3 separate regions of the Gossypium hirsutum genome follow, and regions 1 and 3 are each linked to region 2. Evidence: chromatin contacts called from public Hi-C data. All regions are on one chromosome and are shown on one strand. Each heading gives the region's core, a stretch centred on a gene start, on an enhancer-like site or on the middle of the called end of the contact. The rest is flanking DNA. Distances are from core to core; before and after follow the strand shown.

Region 1 (4,408 bases), core at 263-2,762, 460 kb after region 2:
TTTATTAAGTCGTCAATCGTCTAGTACTTATGCGAGTAGGAAAATCTAGGTTGTGTCCGACTTATGAAGTAACATGCACTACTCAGATTCGATGGCTTGGGTCGGGTGGAGGGCATTACAGCTATATTGCAAACCGAATTGGAAGATCACGACTCGACCTTTCGAGAGAACACGTGTTCAATTTTACAATGACATTATGGTGAATACGAATATGAAAACGATGGATATGAGATTTTGATTTTGAAAATGTAGGTCCGAGGTTAGCACAATGATAGGTCACAAGTAAACTAACATGATTATGAGAGGTGAGTATAAGTTGGTGGTATGTATCCACCTGGGTACTATGGGTGTTATGTTTAAAATGGTGAAGTGTTGCCGTCAGAAATTGCGGCTGATGAATCGATGTATTGTGTTTGTAAGACTAAGACTTATGAAATTATCTGTAATTCTCATGAGTACTGTTGCTTGTAGATTATCTGTGTTCTTGTATTCGTTTTGTGGCTATTGGAACTTACTAAGTTCAAATGAACTTACTTCATTACTTTTCTTTCTCAAGCATTTTGTTCTAGAAAAAGATCACTAGAAGGGGACTACACCAGAAGTCCGTCTGCGAGTGAGCCATTTGTCTATTTTTGTATCATGCATGACTATGTGATGAACAATGTATACACATGTTTTCTAATTAACCTTTGCAATTAACTACGTCGTTTGTATCGTTTTATCTTAAAAGAGATTTGCTCCTTTGAAGGTGTACACTGAACCCTCTTGAATTGCTAATCATAAATTTTATGATTTTGATATAACCGCAATAACTAGGCAGTAGTTGAAAATAGATTTTTCTTTTATAATTTTTATTATATTCTCTGAAAATGCGTTATCTAATGAAAGAAGAAAATTAGTTTTTACGCTAAGGAAAATCTTCATAATTTTTTTTTCCAAATTTTTAAGTTAAATGGTTTGAATCCATTAATAATGCCTCAGTTTGTCAGGCAATCTATCTAGTTGATTGATACAACCCAACAATAAACATGTAGTTGAAAATTTTTTAAAACCAGAACTCGGCCGGTCACGTTGAAATGTACCGTAATCCCAAGCAAAAAAGGATGATTATATAATTGCAAGCAGGACAGTTTTACTTGAAGAATGACACAAATATAATAACTAAAATAATGCAAAAAAAGAAAACCGTTGAATTATCAAAAAAGAGAAAAGAAAAGATTTGATGACTAAGGCAAGGGCCTACACAAAAGCAGACACTTCTAAGAAATGAGGCATTTGTGGACTTGGTGATCTTTTCCCAAACTATTTTCCCTCTTAAAAGTAGTCTAAACAAAATAATATTATTTTATATATCTCTATTCATTTGTCACAAACCTTTGTTTTTTTTCTTTTTATCAACATAATCCAAGTTCTACTTGTATTAACCGTTGGATCAACATCTAAGGGCATAGATATGATTGGAGATGTCGTTTTAACTCATTTTTATATATCAATGTAATAATAAATAGAAATAGTTGACTTAAAAGCAGAGTTAGATGTCCAAAAGTCATAACATGAGACAAATACCTTGGTTGCTCCGGGGCTGTTACTCAGTTGTTTCCACCAACATTCCAAGAACCTTCTTTTTATTATTATTGACATGTATTTATATTCTCAAAATCCCTATCTTTTTCTTTAGTTATGATCTGTTAGGTTTTTTTTTGTGTGTGTGTGTGTGTTTTGGTCCTTGAATCTTTGAAAATGGCGGGCAAACGGCTTCTTAATGAATCTTGTTCCGACACAGATGAGCCAAAGGAGAAACGGATGAGACCTAAACCTTCTTTTGCTTCGTAATGTTTTCAAACCTTCAATAAATGCTCTATTTGTTTTTATTACTACTTTTTGTTGTTTATTTTCTATGCTCAAGCTTTTGCCATTAATGCAAGCACCTCTTGTTTCATCAAAGCTAATTTCCTTTTGCTTTTTAACAGAGTGATTGGGCAAGCGGTTATGGTGAATTACTTGTATACTGCCTTGGAACCTGTCCTTAGAAGAGTGGTATGGTTTCTTTTAATAACCATATCTCCATCCATTTTACTCTCTAAATTTTCACATTCATGCATAAACATTTCCTCATAAAACTAAACTACCCTTACCGGTACGGATTTTTCAGGTGAATGAGGAAGTGGAGCGCAGTATTGGTGACCGGCTCCGATCCTTCACCCGATCTCCGTCGCTACGAATCCAAGCGGCGGAACCCGAACCATCAACCCTTAAACTGATTTTCCCCAAAGCCCTTACCTTGCCCATCTTTACCGGAAGCAAGATCATTGATGAAGAAAGCAACCAACTTCAAGTCGCTTTGGTGGATACAAGGGGTGACCAAAGGGCGCCGGTGCTTCTCCCGAACCCAATTAAGGTTGATATCGTGGTTCTGGACGGCGACTTTCCGTCGGGGGACCGTGACAACTTTACTAGTGAAGAATTTGACAGAAACATCGTGCGGGAGAGGACTGGGAAACGACCCTTGCTCACCGGAGAGTTATCTGTCACAGTGAGAGACGGGGTAGCTTCGATCGGGGATATCGAATTTACCGACAACTCGAGCTGGATTCGGAGTCGGAAATTCCGAATCGGGGCAAAAGTTGCACAAGGGAGTTTCCAAGGTGGTCGCATTCGTGAAGCCATGACTGAAGCTTTTGTTGTTAAAGACCATCGTGGCGAATGTAAGTATCCATTCTTAATGATGCTAATTTTTAAAAGTCAAGTAGCTTAATATCTTGATTAATTTTTATTTATCAACAAGCCAATCCATATAAATGTTTCGTTTTATATTTCCCTCCTTGTGTTACTAGCTCTTGTACTTTGCATCTGACCAACATAAACTATAATATATTATCAATTTGTTGATTTAAAATCTTTTTATTCTCTTTCTTTAATAGATTTGGTTATATAATATAGCTTTAAAATATTGAACTAGCCCATCCTTGCCTTAACCAAACTACACTGCTAGACCAACCCTTTTTTTAATCATTGAATAAAAAAGAAAATTAATTATAAATATTATTTCATATTTCCCATGTTTAAAAAATCTATTTAGGATTTGGGATCTTATGCCTTTATCTGGCCGGCTTTGTCAATTTAATAGAATAAAATAATAATAATAAAGCTATTTATTATTGCAAAATATTTCACTTTTTTTTCTTTTTTGGTATTAATCCATTTGGATAAGGGTATTTCCTTTTCGTGATTTAGAGCCATACAAATCATTTTCAGTCAAAAAGGGCTGCACTACTTTTGCTTTTTTAAGTTTGGTAAAAGGAATAACGTCCTACAAATTAAATTATATATATATTTAATTTAAAAAAGAGATAATTAATTTTGTAAATTGGATTAAAGATTAAAAATTTTCTTTCTATTTTTATTGTTTAAAACTAGCATGATCGACAGAATAACTAAATAATTATATGTGATATGTCATGTACACTTTCATGTTAATATGTATGGATCGGTTTTTAACAATAAAAATAGACATAAATTATTAATAAAAGAATCAATTTACTCTTTGATTTAATATATAAAAACTAGTTTACTCTTTTTTTTTAGCAAATGAGACAAAAATGCTATCTGACTATAGTACAAGAATCTCATTATACTTTTACTTCATATATAAAATATTTTGTTTTTATTATTTTACCTTTAATCAATTTGATTTACTTGTAATAATCTAACACAAATTCTATGTTAATTGAAGTGTACAAGAAACATCACCCACCAATGTTGGGAGATGAAGTTTGGCGGCTAGAAAAGATTGGTAAGGATGGAGCATTCCACAAAAAGCTAGCATATGAGGGGGTTAACACTGTCCAAGATTTCTTGAAAATGTCGGTAGTTGATCCACCCAAGCTTAGAAAGGTAACAATTTACATTTGATATGATGAATCTTGTTTAAATTGGATGGATCCATCTGACGATAAAAATCATTAAATGTTAATTGGTTTTTTTCAATGATGTTGAACAGATTTTAGGGCCTGGAATGTCTGAGAAAATGTGGGAGGTCACAATCAAGCATGCCAAAACTTGTGTTATGGGCAATAAATACTATGTTTTTCAAGGCACTAATTACAGAATCTTCTTAAACCCCATTTGTCAACTTGTGAAAGCAGAGATTAATGGGACTACATATCCTATACAAACCCTAAGTAGTATCAACAGAGTAAGTTTAATTCTAAGTTCAAATATATATATATTGTTGCAAGTGTCTAATAATGATTTTTTTTTTGTGCATGGCAATTGCAATTTCAGTCATATGTTGAAGATTTGGTCAGACAAGCTTATGTAAATTGGTCTTCCTTGAAAGAAATAGAAGGAATTTCTAATGAGATTGGCTTGCTCACACAAGGTAATTCCTTTTCAAACAACTAACGTA
Region 2 (4,531 bases), core at 316-2,815:
GATGCTGGGGCTTCCCAGGCCACCATCATTTCAAATGTAAGGCGTCGAAACTTTTTATCAGCCAGATGACCCATTACTCGTGTAGAAAGAGCAAGAGCCCTGAAACAACAGTATTCCAAAAAATTCCTTGCATGCTGTGACTTCACAGAATCTGATGCCTCGGCATTAAAGCTTTCTAGAAGCTCATTTGAAGAAGTTTCCAGGATTCTGCATCATTTTGTTTTTGTTATCCACAAGGAGACAATGTATTTCAGTCAAACAGAAATGCACATTGTTCCTATTTGCATCTAGGCTGAATTAGAAGCTTATGAACATAATTTAACAAAACAACATTCAATTTAAGGTGCAACTTGCAAAATGAATTTTCGTGGTTATAACAGGCAGGCAGCAATAGCAAAGTAGCAGCAAAAGAAACCTACTTTGAGCAGCGGCGCACAACAATATTAGCAACCGGAGAGAGCTCAGGTATCCAATTCCTTCCAGCAGATGGAGACCTCTGCAGCTCCTCAACTTCCTCTGCAAAGGAGCTTCGCTTGCTAAGTAACCATTTGAATGATCCTTCTCTTATCAAAGCCTCAAGCATATTTCTAGTTTGCTTGTCACCACAATTTCTACCGTTCCCCTCAATGCATACCCACTGAAAATAAATTCCACTGTGAGATTCCTAAAACGCGGAAGCAAGTTCAGATGTCATGATTTCATTAATAAAACTTTTTAAGTTTAGCAATCTTTCAATGCATCAAACTAGCATTAGCAAATCCTAAGTGGTAAACAATCAGCAGCAATTTTAAATGGAAACTAAAATCTTAAAAGGAATCAGAAAGAAAACTCCCCAAGTTATAAATATTAGCTAAGAACTCCAAATCTTCATTAGAAATCCAACTAGGGATAAGTTTAAAAAACTCTCAATCTCCACATCTTTATCTAAGCCCTATACTAAAAATTTATAAATTTTTGGATTTTATTTCCCCAAAACCAACGTACCGAATTCCATTGACTTACTTAAAGAAGGGAAAAAGAAAGAGAAAGCATTTACCTAAAGAAAAATTGAACTGTCAAACCCTTGTACAACCCCAAACATGTGCACTTTGCTGATTCCTGCATTCAAGAACCCTCATCTTAGATTACCTAGTTTGATTAGCCTTCGACCCATTTCTACAAATAGCAAGATTCACAACATTACCTTAAAAACAAGAGTCCTAAAAGAAGTTGGTTATAAAGAAAAATCATTATTGGTTGATGGGTCTCAAAATAAGAGAGGGAGAGTGTAAAATACAGGGGGTTGAGGAAGTAGTGTAAAGGAAGTTTAAAGATCTTCAAACGGTGGTTTTGTGGTGTTGGGCGGTGATCTGAAGAGATGAAATTGAGCTGGTGGGACAACGTGGCAGGGTATATTATTGGCAGGAGGATATGGTGAAGTCAGAGGAGAGGAAAGGATCAGAGATGTGGAAGTTTGGAGCAAGGATCACAATCCTGGTGATGCGGACATGTTCCAGTCGATCCCTACTCTGTTCCTGTCCGGATATACATTCATCCAACCTCCAATTCCAGTCCATTAAGTTAAAATCAATGAGAGCTTTCAAAACATGAGTCCAACTTTATTTCAAACATTCAAAGCCCAAAAACAGCTTCTTACTCTATTAATCATTTTCTTTTCTTTGGCACACTATTTCTGAAAATTTAGTAAATTGTCCTTTTCAAAAAAATTTGAAATAATTTAATTCCTATTAATTTTAAAAATCACAATGATTGACAATTAATTACGAGATTAATATTTTATATCAATTATACATAATTTTGATTGGCGTAATAACAAATTTAGCACATAAAATTTAGGCATTCAGTCAATTTGATCATGATTTAAAAATTTAGGTTGATATCTTTAAAATTAAGATAAAATTAACAGAATGTATAAACATCAAGGAATAAATTTATTAATATATCAATCAATATTATGTAAATTTTAGAAATATATTCTTAGAAAATATTATTAAGAAAACCATATGAAGTATTAGATGAATTGATACATTAAACATAGGAAAAATAATTACATAAAAAAGTAAAATAAATAAAATACGAATAAGTTACTTCTAAAAAATAAAATATTTATATGTCAAAATATACACAATAAAATATAAATTTAGAGTAATGCTTTAAACATATAAAAAAGGCTAATATACTAAAAAAGCCTTTAAATTATTAATCTTGTTTAAACAGGCCTTTATGCTATTTTTGTAGTTAAATAAGCCTCAAATCTATAATTTTTACCCATGAAAGCGCATGATTTTAATATTAAAGTAAAAAAGTATTGAATTTTTATACCAATTTACATTTTATGTCAATATGAATTTGACGAGAATAGTTTATTAAATAAAAATAAAATAATATTTTAAAATTTTTTGAAAGTGCTTATATACATAACACAATCACTCTTTTGAAAAATTTAATTACTTTTTTAAATTTTATGTCAATGTTAAAAATTTATAGAATTTCTTTTATATCAATAAAAAATTAAGATCCTAAAACTAAAAAGAAATACAGAGTAAAATTTATAAGTTAGGAATTTATTTAATTATAAAAATAATATAATGACTTGTTTAAATTAACTGTAATAATTTAAGGGTTTAGTATATTAACCTTTAAAAATAATATATAAATAAAAAAAATCTTTCTTTCAAAACTTTATTCTTCTCTTCTCCTTTCAATTCCCTGTCTCCTATCTTCTCTCCCATAGGTCATAATTAGAAATTATCATGACTTGGGCTGAGTTTCAGTAAAATTTTAGGCTCGTTTTCTAGGTTTGAGCTTAACCTGAAAAATAGATTTAAAATTTTACTTAAGCTCAACTCAAATAAAAAAGTTAAAACTCGAGCCCGACCCAATCCGCCCATATTAATTTTTTTATATTATTTTTATATACAAACAAATTTAAAAAATAGAATACATCAAATACACTAAAAACATTAAAATAAATATTTCCCAATTAATTAAAAATAAATTAAAAAATTATTTATATTTAAATAATACTAAGATAGGTGCAACTTAGCAATCAAATACCTTTAAAATAGTAGCAAAATTAACAATAAAATAAGAGTTATACAATATACAAATAATAACAACAAAATAGTGACAATATAATAGTTAAACGACATCAAAACAGTAGCAAAAATAATAGCAAAAAGCAACAGGTTTTTTTTCAAATTCGGTTCAAGCCAGTCTTAGACAAAAACAAAAAAAAACTTTAATCAAGGCTTGACTCGTTTAGAAAATGGGTCTCATTTTTTTATTCAAGTTTATTTTTTGAAACTATTTTTTTACTTAAATTCTCTTATTTTTTAGACAAACGTAACCTGACCCAGATCAAATTTAACCATAATTTAAGGTGACCATTAAAAGAAAAAGAAAGGGGAAGTAAAACAGACAACTGTCATAATTTGAAGGCAACATATCTACAATATCTATGTTATAGGTTTTTTGGCAGAATGAAGTTGAATACAAAAAGCTTCTTCAAAATAATTAATAAAGCTTAAAAATAAGTACTTAACCAAGTTTTGCATTCTGATTTTAAAAACAAGAAAAGAAATGAAAAAGGAAAGGACCGTTCTTCATTATTTTATACAACCTTTTCTCTACTCATCTGTTGATGTATAAATTATTAAAAATATTATGTTAAACAAGATATTAAGAACTTTAAAAATATTAACTAACAGTAAATTTTTATTTAAATTTAATATTATTTAATTTATTTTAATATTAAAAAAATAAATTAATCTATTTAATAATAATAAAATAATTTAGTTAGATCTCTATAACAGAAAAACTCTTAAGTACATTCGCCTATTAAAAAACGAGTATGTTTCTGTGAACATTTTTTTCTTAATTTCTGTTTTATATATTTCAAAGATATTTTTTATATTAAAAATTACAAAACAACAAATATATAAATATTAAAATTTAATGTTACATACACTAAACAAAAACATTTTTTTTAAACCCATGAAAATGAGTGTATTTCAATTTAAGATTATTTTATGCTTCTTTTTGTTTTCCCTACCTCAAGTAAAAGCATCGAAAAACATTAAGAATATTTACAGTATGTTTAGTTCGTTGGAATGAAATAAAATTATAATTTAATGTTAATACATGCGATAAAAAAAGTAATAGAATAAAATAAGTATAACAAGGGTTGAATGGAATGGACATGTAATGTTATTACATTATTTGATTGGTAAAATAATATGACAAAATAGATAAGTAATACACTAAAATTAAAAAATAATATTTTATTTATATTTTTAATATCTTACGAAATAATTAAAGAATATAAAAAATTGATTAAAAAAGAATATAAAAAATTATCAATTTAAGATTTAGTAATTAATAGTTTAATGATGTATTAAATTTTAATAATGTTAAAAATAATTATAACTAATCTATTTAAGACGTAAAAATAATTATAACTAATCTATTTAAGACGTCATTCTTTCTATTTCTCTATCACTCATCCAACAAATTTCATTTTCATTCCATT
Region 3 (4,237 bases), core at 451-2,950, 320 kb after region 2:
AAATTATTAAATGAAAATTTATTATTAAATAATATTTTAATATTATAATAATATGTAATAACATTAAACAAAATAGTTTTAAATAACCTATTTAAATCTTAATAACATATATTAATATCTTAAAAATCATATATTAAAATAATATTTTTACCCTAATTAATAATAATTTTTCATTTTATAATTTATTTTTAATTTGTATTTCTTTAAAAAAATTACATTTTCAGATTTTATGCATATTTTAGTTTATTTTGCGGATCTTGGAACTAAGTTTAGGGGTTAATAATTTTTTCAAAAAAAAATTAGGAGTTTGATGAGAATTTTTAAAAATAATTGGATAAAAATTTCAATAAAAAATCATAATTTTCCAAAATTTCGGAGGCCCCTCTAATCAATTCGCCTCTAGCTATTACATCTTTATTCCATTCAACCAAGCCAAATAATTATTATATCTACTCCATTTTATTACAACCTTCACATAAGACCATTCTATTACAACTTTACTTTATTATAGTAAATTAAATATAACGTAATCTTAGACCAACCAAATAAAATTAATTTCAAATAGTAAAATAGATAAAAATATTTTTTTAATTTTAAAGATGATTTTTTAATTTTGTTATCTGGTTTAAATTTAACTTAAATCGAAAATAACTTTTTAAAAGAAATACAAATTATTTATATATTTAAAATCTGAAAATATCGTAGGATGTTAATTTGATCCACAAATTCGTGATTTTTGAACAGTGGCACATAAGTATGTTGACAAAGTTGGCTAAATTTACAGTCAGAATCAGCTGCTCTGACCAAAAAAAAAAAAAAAAGAAATAGCAGACTTTTCTTGTACATCATATTCCCCATAGCCTTATAACGTAATGTCGAAGATTGATGGCTTTTTTTTCTTAGTGACAAGAACCACACAGGAACTGGCATTGTTGCCATCATAAACTCAGTACACCATAGCTTTTGGTTTGTTTTTGACAACTTAGAAACAAAGGAGAGTAGCATCACGTCACTGTTTCTTTCGGCATTCATTGTATTGCTTTAAGTCTAAATGCCGGCTGTTTTGGCTACCACCCATTTTTACCCACGTTTTTCTCTATGCCTACCCGTCCTATTAATTAAATACTTTGTTCAGTCAATCACGTTTCATGCTTTCCATATTTGAAGCATCTAACGAAGAAAGAAAACCAGGGACTGAATCAAATCCCATTTACACCACAGTACACTTTCATCCAATTAGGTAAATTATTCTTTTCTTTCACTCCTCTATCTTCTCCATTAGTGGCCAAATAAATTATTTTAAACATTAATCGTTAAGCACTTCAATAATTTCCAATCATTCAACATCAAATTGCGTGTGGATATAGGATCTCTCCACTTTTTTCTGTCATATATATATATAATATATGTATGATGGCTAAAGAGAATATGATTAATAGGTGGGATGATGATAAAATTATTATGTATTAAGAGATAGATTATATTATATTTTTTATTAAGAAATAGGTAAATTAATTTATGTAGATTAAATTAAAGAGTAAATTAATTTTTTTGTGTTAAAAATTTCATTCATTTATACTTTTTAAAACTGGTGTAATTGATAAAATAATCAGACAATAACATATAGCATTCATATATACCTTATAATGACATAATGAAACTAATTTTTAAGAGTATAAATAGATTGCATTTTTAAGAGAACAAATAATTTACCTTTGATCAATGTAAAAGAGAGAATTTTATGGCAAGATAGATTAATCGACTTAGGTTTGCCTTTACGACCAAAATTTCAAGCTAGGGGCATCCAATATATTGTCTGTTTTATAGAGAAAAAGTTTACTTAATCCAGCTACTAGTATATATAAATCTTGGCCTTGGTGTGGCGTAGGTAAATTCACTTGCAGTTTGTGTTTTTAGCCTAACAAAAGCATGTCATCCTTTACAAAAGTTAGTTCTAGTACAAGTTGTAGTGAAGAAGATACAGAGCAACTCAGAAGAGGGCCATGGACGCTAGAGGAGGACTCTCTCCTAACTCATTACGTTGCTCGCCATGGTGAAGGTCACTGGAATTTGCTTGCAAAACATGCAGGTAACTTAAACCAGTATGAACTAACATTATTATGTTAAAACAAGGATTAGTTTAATAAGATTTGTTGTGTTGGGTTTAGGGTTAAGGAGAACTGGGAAGAGTTGCAGGTTGAGATGGTTGAATTATCTGAAACCAGATGTGAAGCGTGGGAACCTTACACCAGAAGAACAGTTTTTGATCCTTGAACTCCATTGCAAATGGGGCAACAGGTGGTCCAAGATTGCACAAGAGCTACCAGGGAGAACCGACAATGAGATCAAGAATTACTGGAGAACCCGTGTGCAAAAACAGGCACGTCATCTTAAGATCGATGCTAATAGTGCAGCATTTCGAAATGTTATTAGATGTTTTTGGATGCCAAGATTGCTTCAAATGATGAAAGGGTCGTCAACACTTCCTCAACAAGTAGCAGGGCTGGAGCAGCAAAATTCAGACTCGGAGCAGTGTGCGAGTTCATGTGTTTCTTCTTCAGAATCCATGAATAATAACATGTCGAAAATATCTGAATTTGCAGAGTACCAAACAAGTTCATTCGGCATCACTGATAACAATGAGTACAACACGGTTGCAAAGGATTGCTATTATGTTGATAACAGTAGTTGCTACGGCATGGAAACCATCAACCTGCCATCCACATCAGCAGTTGGGGATTTTATGACTGCCGACTGCCACATGGCGGACAACAATTGGGTTAATGATGGTTTTGCAGATGGGATATGGAGCATGGGAGAACTATGGGAACTTCCATTGAAGTGGAACCTCTGATGTTATTTCTTCATAGTTGATTTTCTGGGTTTATTTGTGTTCAGATTTTTTATTGTCATTCGAGTTTTTGTCCAAATGTTATTACTGCAACTGAGGAATTCAATGTTTGTTAAGTTGTGAAGATAAACTAATTCATTTTTTTCTCTAAATATTTTAGGAGATTATTATTTTTTTCTTGAAAAATTATTATTTTTGGATATACATTATCTTACAGAAGAGATGCTTAACAAATATAGATAGCAACAGGTTGGATCGAGGTAGTTTTTTGCCTGCATCCATATATCCAACATAATCCAAACTCCACTCAATTTGAAATTATATATTAATTTACCTAAAATCAATTCAAAAAAAAAATTAAAATTATACTCAATTCCAACTAACTCGTCCTTATATGCTATAATTTATAATTTTAAAATATTTTTATCAATATAGAATAATAAATTTTAATGATACTATTAATTGATTTTTAGGTATAATTATGTTAAACAAATATTAATATAAATTGAATTATTATTATTATTATTATTATTATTATTATTATTATTATTATTAGATATAAACTTGACCTCAACTCGACTAAGGCCCTCCTTTTCGTTGGGTTTAACTTTTGGTGTCAAAATTATGGTGAAAAAGTTATTTTCCATTGAAACCTAAAAGTTAGAATTTAGTTGCTTTTGACTTTTTGCGTTTGGACGTGAAAATGACTAAAATATCATTATATATATTAATTATTTAAAATGTATAAAAAATAGATCAATTTATATTTGTATATCATTATATTAAATTATTTAAATATAATTTATTATATTTAAGTTTCTAAAATATTTTATGTATCATTAATTTTACAAATAATTTATATTAATTATTTAAAAGGTATTTAAAATTTATACTTCATGTACCATTATATTAAATTATTTAAATATTATATAACGGAACAAATTTTTAACATTTCACTATCATGTCCAAAAAAAATTTTAACATTCAATCACAATTTTTAACAACAATAAAAAACACTAAAACTTAATAAATCATACTTTTTTTCGCAATATTATTTTAATACGCTTTTAAAAATAACTATATAAAAGAATTAACCCTAATTAGACTCAATCCACCAACCAAAACTCAATTTAAAAAACTAACATTATCAAATTAGGTCGGGTTGGAACTCGAGTTTTTTTGTAACACCCCAAACCCAACCTCGACGTCAAGACCAAGTCCGAAGAGTTACATTGACGACACTAGAAACCCATATTTATAATCGCAAATAAAAAGGAAGTCATTCAACACGTTATAGCAATCATAGAAATTAACCAATCATTCAACCATCATAAAACATTGTATTACTAAAGAGTGTACTGGAATTTACTAATAGTATAATTAAAG

Evidence for each region. Hi-C and Micro-C count contacts between places; a contact is called where the count stands out from the background.
Region 1: a Hi-C map of leaf shows a contact between it and region 2, with 2.3 times the contacts expected there. The contact joins the promoter of LOC107888771 here to the promoter of LOC107888765 in region 2. A contact is called at or near these places in 8 of 34 Hi-C or Micro-C datasets (callus, hypocotyl and leaf).
Region 3: a contact with region 2 is called in a Hi-C map of leaf, with 3 times the contacts expected there. The contact joins the promoter of LOC107888768 here to the promoter of LOC107888765 in region 2. A contact is called at or near these places in 7 of 34 Hi-C or Micro-C datasets (hypocotyl, leaf and petal).

What each region holds. Positions count from the first base shown.
Region 1 is chrA09:45,794,584-45,798,991 of Gossypium_hirsutum_v2.1, forward strand. LOC107888771 (protein SAR DEFICIENT 1) reads left to right here and starts at 1,513. Exons shown (of 7, transcript XM_016812973.2): 1 at 1,513-1,829; 2 at 1,971-2,037; 3 at 2,153-2,705; 4 at 3,734-3,894; 5 at 4,001-4,195; 6 at 4,285-4,381. The coding sequence starts at 1,741.
Region 2 is chrA09:45,331,778-45,336,308 of Gossypium_hirsutum_v2.1, forward strand. It overlaps LOC107888765, which reads right to left and starts at 1,566. Exons shown (of 11, transcript XM_016812965.2): 1 at 1,184-1,566; 2 at 1,037-1,098; 3 at 420-637; 4 at 1-207. The coding sequence starts at 583.
Region 3 is chrA09:45,656,277-45,660,513 of Gossypium_hirsutum_v2.1, forward strand. It overlaps LOC107888768 (transcription factor MYB62), which reads left to right and starts at 1,701. Exons shown (of 2, transcript XM_016812968.2): 1 at 1,701-2,089; 2 at 2,169-2,961. The coding sequence starts at 1,930. The coding sequence ends at 2,854.